Linked DNA regions of Sus scrofa: region 2 is linked to region 1. Evidence: chromatin contacts called from public HiChIP or PLAC-seq data. All regions are on one chromosome and are shown on one strand. The core of a region is the stretch at or near the end of the contact, and the rest is flanking DNA. Distances in the headings are between cores, read along the strand shown. Region 1 overlaps ABHD17B (abhydrolase domain containing 17B). Region 2 overlaps C1H9orf85.

Region 1 (6,361 bases), core at 2,516-5,015:
AACAGACCTATGTATAAATGAAAATCTCCTATGACATGGAGTTTCTCAAAACATTAGGAAAAGATGGATTCCTTAGCAGATTTTGCTGGGAAAGCTTATCACATAAGCAAAAAAGTACTTGGAATCTTGGAGGTATAGACTATTGGGTATAAGACAGGCTTAAGGATGTGTGGTATAATATGGAGAATATAGATAATATTTTGTAATAACTATAAATGGAAAATAATCTTTAAAATTGTATGTATAGCATTTTTAAAATTAAAAAATTCCTCAAGTATGTAGAACACAAACTGCAGATGGATTATCAATCCAAAAGGGAAAATTGATACAACATAAAAAAATCCATGAAGAATAAAGCAGTGGCAAATTTAGCTTAATTCAAATAAAGGATTTCTATTCAGTGAAAAATGCTTTGGGAAAGATGATTTCTTCACCCAAAACTGTCAGAGGGTTAATATCTAAAATAATAACCTTTTACAAAAACAAGAAAATAAAAGATAACTTAAGAGAAGAAATGGAAAAAAATCTGTGAATAGGCAATTTATAGAAGGATATACAAGGCTAAGAAGTATATGAAAAAAGGTCATTCTGAGCCTCTAGTGTCATGCAGAGTATCTGTCACATAATAAGACTGCTAGTATTTTTTAGATGAACGAGTTAGTAAATTAACAAGATTATTAATAACTCTACATCTCGGAAGCCTCTATAAGAAAAAAGTTTATAAATCACATGCTAAGAAAGTAAGCAAACATATTTTGTGACAATTATTTAGGTTTCTTGTATGGGAGCAGAATAGAGGCAGTCAAATAGAAAAGTATAAAACCTGAATGAGGGAGGATACAGTCAGGAAAAGGACTGCTAGCTAGTAACTAAAATCATTCAGTGCATTACAAAGTGCAGAATAGAACAGTCTTCCAGGGGGAAGGAAATCTTGCCCCTCTGGAAATCAATTCACAAAGAGAAAGGTCAGCTCAATGTTAAACAGCTGGCCCATTGTGAAAATTAAGGTTTTCCTTTTGGCGGAGGACTCAAAATCACTTCATTTATGTAACAGGAGGAAGTTCCTAAAATTGTATGAAATAATAATTCAAGAACCTGCTCAATGACAAAGGAAAAAAGATGAACATCTGAGTCCTTTTTCAGCAAAACAGGAAGACTATTCTTAAAGAATGTCCTTAAATAAAATGACATACTACAATCTTCTTCCTCTCTTCTGACCGAATAAATTACTGAAATGACTTCTGTCAATTCCTGATGTAATAATATTTACTGAAAAAAAAAAAACCTTTGTAATGCAGATTGACTCACATTACTACCATCTACAAAGGACAATAGATTCTTTTAGGGTTCTAGATTTTACTGTAATGAACAGAACTACCACAAGTCTTTTAATAGAAGATTTCAAAGAAAACTTTAAAAGTACTTCATCTTCATTTTATGTGCTATTTTGACAACTTTGCCCTAAAGAGTATCTATGCTGATTTCAAGTCTTATCTAATTTAGAGTGTAGTTAGTATATGATAAACTACTTAAATTTTTGTATACTATACTTCATGTTAAGAACTAATTCCTAGGGAGTTTCCTTGAGGCACAGTAAGTTAAGGGTCCAGTATTATCTCTCCACTACAGTGTCTATCTAGGGTTGCTGCTGTGGTGCAGGTTCAATCTCTTGTCTGGGAACTTTCACATGCCATAGTTGCAGCCAAAAAAACATCAAAAACCAAACCAAAACAAAAACCCCCCAGACAAAAAAAAACTTGTATTCTAGAGTCCAAGATGAATTTCTTTGAATGTGGCTTCATATGGGAATCTGGGAAAGTTAATATTACATATTTTGTTTTGTAGAATGTCAGAATTTACATTACCTAGAGAATCTGCTACTACTACTTTGGTCACCCCATGGCATATGGAATTCCCTGGCCAGGGATAAGAAGACCCAAGCCACAGTCGTGACCTACACTGTAGCTGTGGCAACGCTGGTTCCTTAACCCACTGTGCTGGGTTGAGAATTGAACCTGCGTCCCAGCATTCCAAAGGTGTTAACGATTCTGTTGCATCGCAGCAGGAACCCCTAATTTTTTAAAACAAATAAATCCAGGGCATTCAAAGGTAAGTTGTTTAAAACAGGAAGATTACACAAAACATAAAGATTGGTCTGTTTGCTACCATAAAACAACCCATTTTTATTGTCTATCTTTATAAAAATTAATGCCTGATTTTTTAAAAAAAAGATAAATGGACAGAAGAAAACAGAAAAAAACCAAAATAAAATTAGATCTATAGCAGAGACTGCCTAACACCAGAAATGGATAAATGAGGTAGATGTTTGATTATTGAGAACAAGAAGTAGCAAAGATCAGAATAAAGTCAGAAGTGATGGTACAGAAGATATTCAACTAAGAAAGTGGAGGGGGAAAAAACATCAAATTTTAGATTAGTTCTATACGAAGGGGCCATGAGCCTAATATATCCCTAATGACTAATCCAAATGCTACTATAAAAAGGGGGTCAATCACATACAGCTCAATAGCCTAGAAATGTAGCAATACCAAAGCAAGGAAATTACACTCATTTTGGTATCCTTGGAGGGCACCAACTGAGTTAGGCACTGCCACCCTAAGATCCAGTATGTAATCTGCAGCAGCATTTTTACCAAAGTACAACAAAGAATGAAAGCATGTATGTTATGATTGTTAGAGAGCCAAATATATTACAGAGTTTAGTGCATATAGAGAAGCTGAATATTCACCATTATATAAGTTTGGCAACATGCTTACTTTTTAGTTAAGACAGAGCATCCAAAACATTTATAAAAAATATTTCTGTTACTTAGAAACTAGGTGTTTAGTATGATGTTGTTTTAACATATATATATATATTGGCGGCCTGTGGTATGTGGAAGTTCCTGGGCCAGGGACTAAACCTGCACCACAGCAGCAACAATGCTGGATCCTTAACCAGCGGTGGCACAAGAGAACTCTAACTTATTTTCTCATCTGTACATGTCTTACATAGAAATATAGCCTCTGCACCTCTTGTCCCTTTGGGACAGGTTTTATTTATTTCTTCTTTCAGATCACTAAAGAATCAGCAAGAGAACTCCACTATTTTTGAGATCAAAGGACCTGACTGGGTGACCACCAGGAAAACTAAACTCTGAAGGCACAGAACCAACAGGTTATGCCACTTGAGAATAGAAATTTAAAAACTTAGGGGAAAATTTTAAAAGCACTTTTTAAAATATTTTTTTAATATTTCAAATTGAAAGGAGAAATTTGGCAAACCATTTTCTTCTCTTAAGGAATCATTCAGTTACTTTTAAAGAGAGAGTTAGGAATTTCTCAATTTGACAAATTGTACTGGGCAACGTCAAAATAAATTTTCTTTCCTATTGTGAGAAGAGTTGGGGTTAAACATGAACAAAATTTGGGGTTAAACATGAGGCCTACCAGAAGTACCAAAATAGCCTCAACCTTAGTGTTAGTTATGACTTTTTGTTGTTGTTGTTTAGTAAATTAGTTAAACAGTAAGACTCAGAAGTGAGGAAATTAGTAGATCTATAACAATATTGTAGAAGATGGAAATTAAGGCTAAAAAGCCTATAACCTATCCCAAGCAAACTAATTAATCTCAGAAGTCTTACATAGGTCCATGTAGCCATTTCTATACTTATGTTTCCTCTTAGTTTCTTAATACATAATATTTACTGCATTATCTAATATAGGAGCCACTAACCACAAACGGCTATGTGAAGTTATTACTCAGTTCCTTAGTCACACCAGCCACATGTTACTTAGTTGCCACCAAACTGCACAGTGCAAAATGAGCAATTCTATTATTGCAGAAAATCCTACCAGGCAGTGCTAAACTAATAAAACCTTTTAATTCCAGGCAATACAGAATCAGAGCTTTCATGCTTCACATCCATACTAGCTTTAAATGTTGAAGCGCCCTCCTTTTCAGTCTTTCTATTGAAGTACATATAAGCTATTTTTATAGATTCTGTTCAACTAAATGAGGTAACCTACACAATACCATTTTAGAAGACTACTATCTTCGCAACAATATTACAACTTCTAATCCAATTTTAATGTAAGAGTCATTTTATTTAAAATGAGGAATGCAAATCAATTAAGCTATCTATATATTTTAATGCATGCTTTTGATGTGTCAAAGGAATTCAATATTTTTGAAAAGTTCCTTGCATGCTGGAGTTGCAAGTAAACTGTAAGAAACTATAGGAACATGTGTGATTATCAGCTAATTTCTGAACATAGCCCATAGAGTATTCCAAACACTTAAAATCTGTTTTTTTTTTTTTTTTTGTCTTTTGTCTTTTTGTTGTTGTTGTTGTTGTTGCTATTTCTTGGGCCGCTCCCACGGCATATGGAGGTTCCCAGGCTAGGGGTCTAATCAGAGCTATAGCCACCAGCCTACACCAGAGCCACAGCAACTTGGGATCCGAGCCACATCTGCAACCTACACCACAGCTCAAGGCAATGCTGGATCCTTAACCCACTGAGCGAGGCCAGGGATCAAACCCTCAATCTCACGGTTCCTAGTTGGATTTGTTTCCACTGCGCCAGGATGGGAACTCCCAGGAGTCAACTTCCATATGCTGCGGGTGCAGCCAAAAAAAAAAAAAAAAAAAAAAAAAAAAAGCAATACTGTAATGATAAAGGTATTACAAGACATGGGGCTTAAGAAAAGTCAAACGACATAGGAAGTTAAAAAACAAAATGTGGAGTTCCCATCGTGGCGCAGTGGTTAACGAATCCGACTAGGAACCATGAGGTTGCGGGTTAGGTCCCTGCTCTTGCTCAGAGGGTTAACGATCCGGCGTTGCCGTGAGCTATGGTGTAGGTTGCAGACTCGGCTCAGATCCCGCGTTGCTGTGGCTCTGGCATAGGCCGGTGGCTACAGCTCCGATTCGACCCCTAGCCTGGGAACCTCCATATGCCGTGGGAGCGGCCCAAAGAAATAGACAAAAAAAAAAAAAAGAATTCAGTTCCATGGGAAGTTCCCTAGTGGTCTAGTGGTTAGGATTTGGTACTTTTCACTGTGGCCTGGCTTCTACATCAAGCTGCTCCATCCCATGGTAAAAAAAAGACTTCAGTTCCCTATTCCTTAAGACACTTTCCAACTCAGAAGACCAGAGGTTTACATTGAAGGAAATCTTTTCTAAGGAATCAGACTAATTTGAAAGACAGATCCAATGATACAAAGGGAAGTTATACCAGGATGTTGTAGGAATGAGAAGGATGTGTATTGCAGTAGAGGGCCTTCTAATGTGGGATGTCAACATGTAAGATGTAGCAATATAATATTGTTATGTAGAGATATGGAGGTAAACATCAAAAGAATCCTTCAAAACAAAGTTAGTATTACCTGGGAAAGGATATCAAGGAGATGGGGGCCTGAGCTTGCTAATTTTCAAATTGTATAGAATCATTTGGATCCTTAACCACACGCTTGTATGAATGGATAAAAATGAAGACTGAAAACAAAGAAGACTCTTCCCTAACCCCACCCCAAATTCAAACCCAAACCAGGTTCAATAAGAAATTATGACTTCAGGTCATTTGCTTTTAGATCTGGATGATTAATACCACACTCATATATTTATCTTCTATCATGATATATCATTATTATGAAAGATTCAGAGAATTTACCCTACTTTCTCCCTTTTATGCTCATTCTGACTTTTTAAGTTTTTGTTGGTTAATTTTATAACTTTATTATTTGGGGGGGGGCCTCACCTGTGGCATGTGGAAGTTCCTGGGCCAGGGATCAAACTTGTTATGCAGCAATGACTCAAGCTGCTACACTGACAAGCTGCATCCTTAATTTGCTACACAACAAGGAAACGCCTATATAACTTTAAATATTATATTTGAATATCCATTTCTTGTTCCATCAACTTTAAGTTTCTACTGGCTCCCTATGTAATCAAATACCATTGTTGTTGGCTATACAATTACTTTTGCATTTAAGTGCCTTTTTTTTTTTTTTTTTTTTTTAGGGTCACACCCACTGCATATGTAAGTTCCCAGGATAGGGGTCAAATCCAGAGCTGTAGCTACTGGCCCACGCCACAGCCATAGCAACATGGTATCCAAGCTGCATCTGCAACCTGCACTGCAGTTCAAGATAACACCGGATCCTTAGCCCACTGAGTGAGGCCAAGGATCAAACCAACATCCTCATGGATACTTGTCAGATTCATTTTTCCCTCCATAACAGGAATGCCACCAAAGTTGATTTCTAATACCGATATGATTTTTTTTTTTTTTTTTTTGTCTTTTTGCCTTTTCTAAGGCCTCACCTGCAGCACATGGAGGTTCCCAGGCTAGGGGTCTAA
Region 2 (6,361 bases), core at 1,516-4,015, 73 kb after region 1:
AGTTTTTTGAAAAATGCCATTGATACTCCCTTTTTTTCTTGATGATTCTGGCTAAAGTTTCATCAGTTTAGTTGATCTTTTCAAAGAACCAGCTTTTCATTTCATCAATCCTTTCTATGGTTTTCTTCATTTCTATTTCATTCATTTCTGCTCCGATCTTTATGATTTCTTTCCTTCTACTAACTTTGGGTTTTGTTTGTTCTTCTTCTAGTTGCTTTAGGTGTAAGGTCAGATTGTTTGCTATTTTTGTATCCTGAGTTAATATTGTATTGCTGTAAACTTCCCTCTTAGAACTACTTTTGCTGCATCCTATAGTTTTTGGATCATTGTGTTTTCATTTTCATTTGTCTCTAGGCATTTTTAAAATTTCCTCTTTGATTTCTTTTGTGATCCATGGCTTGTTTAGTAGTATATTGTTTAGTCTCCACATGTTTGTGTTTTTTGCAGTTTTTTTTTTTTTTTTTTTTTTTCTTGTCATTGATTTCTAGTCTTATGGCATTGTGGTCGATAAAGATGCTTGATATGATTTCAATTTTCTTAAATTTACCAGGGCTTGCATTGTGGCCCACCATGTGTTCTATCCTGGAGAATGTTTCATGTGCACTTGAAAAGAATGTGTATTCTTCTGGTTTCAGATGGAATGTTCTATAAATACTAATTAAGTCTATCTTGTCTAATATGTCACTTAAGGCCTGTATTTCCTCACTGATTTTCTGTCTGAATGATCTGTCTGTTGCTATAAGTGGAGCATTAAGGTCCCCCACTGTTAATGTGTTACTGTCACTTTTTTCTTTAATGGCTCTTAGCATTTGCCTTATATATTGAGGTGCTCCTGTGTTGGGTTTTTATATATTTATAATTTTTTAATATCTTCTTTAGAGTTTATTTTGTCTGATAAGAGTATTGCTACTCCAACTTTCTTTTGATATCCATTTTCATGAAATAACTTTCCATCCACTCCCTTTCAGTCTCTGTGTTCCCTAGATCTGAAGTGGGTCTCTTGTAGACAAAATTTATTTGATCTTATTTTTTGTATCCATTCAGCCAGCCCCTGGCTTTCAATTTAATATCAGATTCCTAAGTTTTGACTCAAAGTCATCCACCATGACTTGAACCATTCCTATACCTTAAATTAACCAATGCAATTTTCCCTTATAGAATGAAAATGTGTCTGTTAGAAAACTTTTATCTTGTTTAACCAGATTTTCCTTACTTGATCTACAAGAACCAAGAAACTGGCCCTGGATTTGAAAGATAATTTGGTATAATCTACATATTTTGTGAGGAAAATGTTGTCATAGGAGGAGTCTGGAGTAATGATGGATGGTATTATCCCAAATACAGGTCTTTTCTGACAAAGAAGATGGGATTGCTAAGGATAACAGCCAGTAAATTTGATTCAGTTTGCACTTATCTTAAATAGCAACTTCAATGTAAAAGACACTGTGCTGTGCATTATAAAAGATACCAAAACTCTGATACACAGAGATTTACGATCTTTTAGGAGAGATGGCCCCACAGATTACTCTTGGACAGACTAGAAAAGGTAGAAGACTGCTATAAACAGTGTTTACAGGAAACCCTATGAATAAGGCACAAGGGAATGGAGGGAGAATGAACAAGAACCCCCTGTGTCCTTTGATGGACAATGAAGATACTCTTGAGCTCTCTTTATGTGTCTTGTCTTGGGGTGCCACATAAGCTGTAATTTGTTCATTCATTTGCTCTTGTTAGATTTTCTTTCCTCTTGCTACATAATCCTGGTGATTCATAAACATTAATCAATGTTGCTTTTCAAAAAGAAGATTCTCTATCTGCTTTGTATATACATTTAATAAAGGGAAAACAAGACAGAATTTTGGTTCAGTGGTTGGATTTCTAGCCTTAAAAAGTGTTTCATTCACTATTTTTTTGGTCCATTTTATCAAACAAAAGTAAACATTGTTACATACTAAAATATGATCAGTCCCTCTTTGTGGCAATTATATATATATATAATTATATATATATTATATATATATAATATACACACACACACACAGAGAGGGAGAGAGAGGGAGAGAGAGAAAGCTTGGCCTCTTTGGTTTATCTCTTTAGCTCCAGCATTTCTTATCATAGTTTGAGGCTCTGATGGTTAATCAGTGATGTAAGAGTCATGTCACCACATTCCAGGAGTATTAAAATGTCCTAGAGTGTAGTTTTAGACACTTTATGTCATATCTTAGTATAATGACCATAAACCCTGGCTTTAATTCTTATCCAAAGACTGGGTTCTTAATATTTAAATGTAAAAGTGGAGAGTTTTCACCGCTGTTTTCCATTGTGTACCTCTGCAGAAAGCCTACTTTTTGACTTTAATATTGATTGCTACAACAAGCTTTGATTTAAAATTGCCTGCTCCAAGTAGTAATTTTGAGCAGTAATTTCCATTTTTTCTTTTATTCTAAGTTACTCTTGCTCACAGGTGAATATTTTATACTCTTTTAAGAATTATTTTAATCAAATCTACTGTAGTAATGGAGTCAGTAAAATCTCTTAAATTATTTTCACATTGATCATTTAGGAACACAAGGAACTGAATGAACTTCTACCCAGAGTTCTTGGAATTTGAGGACATTGTTTCCTTAAAAGCATTTCCTAAGTAGCATGTGATACAATTCCTTAGTATGGTTTCAGGATCTTTCTGTGTTAGCACAGACTACTTAGAGTCACTGTAGGAAATGTCACTTTATAGAACTTTGTCAATGTGAGTTTCTGTTTCTTGTACATCGAGGGTGGAGTACCACAGCTCACTGTTTACGAAAGCACATAGTAATCACATGTGAGAGTATTATGAGTGGAGCTGAATTATGATAAAGGTTAAAATGTAATAATATAACCAGGAAATGAAGGCAGTGCCAGAAAAGTTGTGGCAGAGTACTTGTAGAAATACTAGAAATATAAGATCAGTTCTTTTCCTGCTGGTCTTTATTGTCTAGATCAGTGGTTCTCAATACTTTTGTTCTCAGGACCTCTTTATATTCTGAAGGATTACTGAGGACCCCAGATAACTTCATTTATATATTTTTAATGGGTTATATCTAATTTAAATTGATATAAATTATTGTATTAGATATAAAAGCTGAGACATTTTAAAAATAATTATTTAATAAATGATTTAAACATAAGCAACATGCCCACTAAGTATTAATATAACTTTTTATAAAAAATAACTTTTGAAACAAAAATGTTAGTGAGACAAGTGGAATTGTTTTATATTTTTATTAATTTCATTAATGTCTGAGTGGTAGAAGGAAAAGGAAACAATATAAAGAGTAAAAGTAAATTTTAATAATCTTTTCCAAGGGGTTCCTGTTGTGGCTCAGTGGGTTAAGAACCTGCCATAGTGTCCTTGAGGATACAGGTTTGATCCCTGTCCTCACTCAGTGAGGGCTTGGATCCAGCATTGTTGTAGCTGTGGGGTAGGCCTCAACTGAAACTCAGACTTGACGCCTTGCTCAGGAACTTCCATATGCCACGGGGGTGGCCATAAAAATAAATTAAAAAAATAAAAAGTAGTCTTTTCCAGATAATTGCAGAGATTCATCTTTGATATGATATCAGAGGGGTAACTTCCTAAAGATTAGTTAAATGAAGAATTTGAAACCACATTAATGAACACTTTATTATACTAAAATTCATTGGTCTGTCTTGCACTGGATTGGATCTTCATTCATGCGTGATTTTGTAACATCATACATTTGCTCATTTGGAAAATATTAGTTCACTGAGTGATACAGATCTTCCAAATGTTGCTGTGTTTTTATTAAACATTATAAAAAGGTCATGCTAATACAAAGGGTGTCATCAAAAAGTCTGTGGGTTTTCATTTTTCATTTTTGTTATTTAATTTAGTTTGTGGAGGTGACAAATACAGTGATTACTAGTACAGTTTAGTGCCACTGTCTTTGTTTTATGTTCTATGTTAACTTGCCAGCACTTTTAGTGTCCATTATAAAGAATGAGACTCAAATAAAATGACTTTCAGTGATATGTATATATCAAGGAAGTAAATGTGGTGACATTTTTAAAAAAGTGTACTACTGTCTTCTTTATCAGCAAACTTGGTTTATAGGAGTGTCCTGTGTTTTGATTTGACCACAGTTTTCATTAAAATGATTAGTTGTGATATATGCATAGTCAAGATGCATTGTTTCTGGGAATCGTATTCCATGGAGAAATGAAAAGAAAGCAAAACCACCATTACTTAACATCTCTGGAGTACTTTTAGTAATGGGCTCACAAAATATTCAAAACATAGCCATTTTCAGGGGAAATGAGGTAAAATTTATATTTAGGTGAATTTCAAGTTTTTCCTTACTACGCATTTTGTAAGAAAAAACACTCAGGAGTGATTAAATAATTTACAGCTATTTTTAAAGATGTTTCAAGATACTGCACAAGTTTTATGACAATCTCAATGTATATCTCTTATCATTAAAATAACATCTAAACCATTCCATGCTTAAGATCACGATTCTTTGTCTAGACAAATGTGATATATTTAGGTGAAAAAAATAAAAGGCTGAAACTCAATTACTTTCAGACTTTCTCTCACTCTGTTCCCCATGAAGACATAAAACCTAAATTAAGAGGTTTGAAAGCAAAGGTGCACAAAGATCTCACTTCTGTGACAGAGAAACTGGAAGGTTATAAACATCTAAAAATGTACATTATTTACCTTTTCACAAACATGATACATTTATAAAAAGGAAAAAAGTAATTTTATTTATTTTTCCATACCAGATGTCATTTTTATTATTTTTTCTTGTTTATTAAAAACAGTGAATGTCATAAAAAATTAAGGAATACAGAAAAGTGTACAATAGGAAAATATAAATCAGCTATAATATAACTACCTGGATATAGAAATATTAGCATTTTTCTGTATTTTATATTTTATTTCCAATTTTATTTTTAATTAAAAAATTATTGGCATATAGTTGACTTACAATGTTGTATTAATTTCAAGTGTATAGCAAAGTCCATCTGTTATACATCCATTCTTTTTCAGATTGTTTTGCCATAGGGATTGGAAGTGTGTAATTTTTTAAATGTGTGTTTGTTTTGCATCTCCTTATAAGATAGGTATATTTATATTCACAGAGCTATAACCTATTTTTTAGAATGAATACAACCTGCTTTTCAGAATGAGTTTAAATTTGGAAAGAGCATAATTGCTTTCAGGAACAGAATCTTTCTCTTCTCAACCAGTTTTAAGAACACTGAAAACCCCCGTCAAGGCAGTAGTACTTTGATCTGGTCAGAAGCTCTCAAGTGGTAATGTACATGAGAATTTCTTGAAAAGTTTGTTAACAGATTCTTGGGACCCATCCCCAAGATTCTGATTATGTAAATAATGGGTAGAGCCAAGGAGTCTGCATTTCAATAAGCTATGTAGTAGGTGTTTGAGCCAGTGTTAAAAGTCACTGTTTTGAGGATTAGATGAGCTAGAAGAATCTGTTATCTTTTCACTCCACATTCCAAAACAGGATATCCCATTTTTGAGCCTATTTTGAATGTAAATTTTAACATTAACAGTTCTATAAATACAGTTTTATTCCTGAATTAGTAATTTGAATACCTAAGGACTGGTTTATCCCAAGAGTTTCTGTTATTAAACAACATTTGCATAGAATTTTAACATTAACAGTTCTGTAAATAAGCTTTTATCCCTGAATTAGCAATGTGAATACCTAAGGATTGGTTTATCCCAAGAGTTTCTGTTATTAAAAAACATATTCTTAGAAATGAATTTCTTTGAAGCCTCAGAGGAACCTATCCAGGACAGACTTTCTTTAAAATTATTTAAAAACTTAAAAAAATTGAAGGCAAAAAATACTCTGAAATTTTTCCTAATCCATATGGATTTTAGAATATTGTGTGTGTTCTTTTTTTTTTTTTTTTTTTGTCTTTCTAGGGCTGTACCGAGGCATATGAAAATTCCCAGGTTAGGTGCACGTGCTTGTCTACACAATAGCCACAGCAATGCCAGATCCTTAACCCACTGAACAAGGCCAGGGATTAAACGTGCATCCTCATGGGTACTAGTTGGGTTCATTACCACTGAGCCATTATGGCAACTCCACTGTGTGTTCTAAGGACATAAACTTTTAACCTAATTTTTATTGCAGTGATTAAGTAAAGCTGTTTGGAAAGTCAAAACACAAACATACCAAGTAACTAAATAAAAAAAATTTTTGAAAGTATTTTCACTTTGTATTTGAAGAGTATTTTTTTTTAAATTCTGATTTGTTTTTCCCAGTCAAGTCTCTTACATACAGTAAATTTACCCTTTGCAGTGTACAGTGTAAAAAACAAA

Evidence for each region. HiChIP or PLAC-seq counts read pairs in DNA pulled down with a chosen protein or histone mark.
Region 2: an H3K27ac HiChIP or PLAC-seq map of alveolar macrophages shows a contact between it and region 1. The contact joins two enhancer-like sites. A contact is called at or near these places in 3 of 47 Hi-C or Micro-C datasets (embryonic fibroblasts, epiblast stem cells and skeletal muscle) and 1 of 2 datasets of contacts at active chromatin or transcription factors (alveolar macrophages).

The regions. Positions count from the first base shown.
Region 1 is chr1:225,164,461-225,170,821 of Sscrofa11.1, forward strand. All of the region lies in intron 1 of ABHD17B (abhydrolase domain containing 17B), which reads right to left. Among named protein-coding and RNA genes, the nearest start is that of ABHD17B, 26 kb to the right of the region's middle. Within about 2 kb of position 3,766, at least 3 of the 83 cell types and tissues checked have an H3K27ac peak or open chromatin away from gene starts, as enhancers often do. A contact at or near this core is called in alveolar macrophages, where this site is marked.
Region 2 is chr1:225,238,621-225,244,981 of Sscrofa11.1, forward strand. All of the region lies in intron 3 of C1H9orf85, which reads left to right. Among named protein-coding and RNA genes, the nearest start is that of C1H9orf85, 48 kb to the left of the region's middle. Within about 2 kb of position 2,766, at least 5 of the 83 cell types and tissues checked have an H3K27ac peak or open chromatin away from gene starts, as enhancers often do. A contact at or near this core is called in alveolar macrophages, where this site is marked.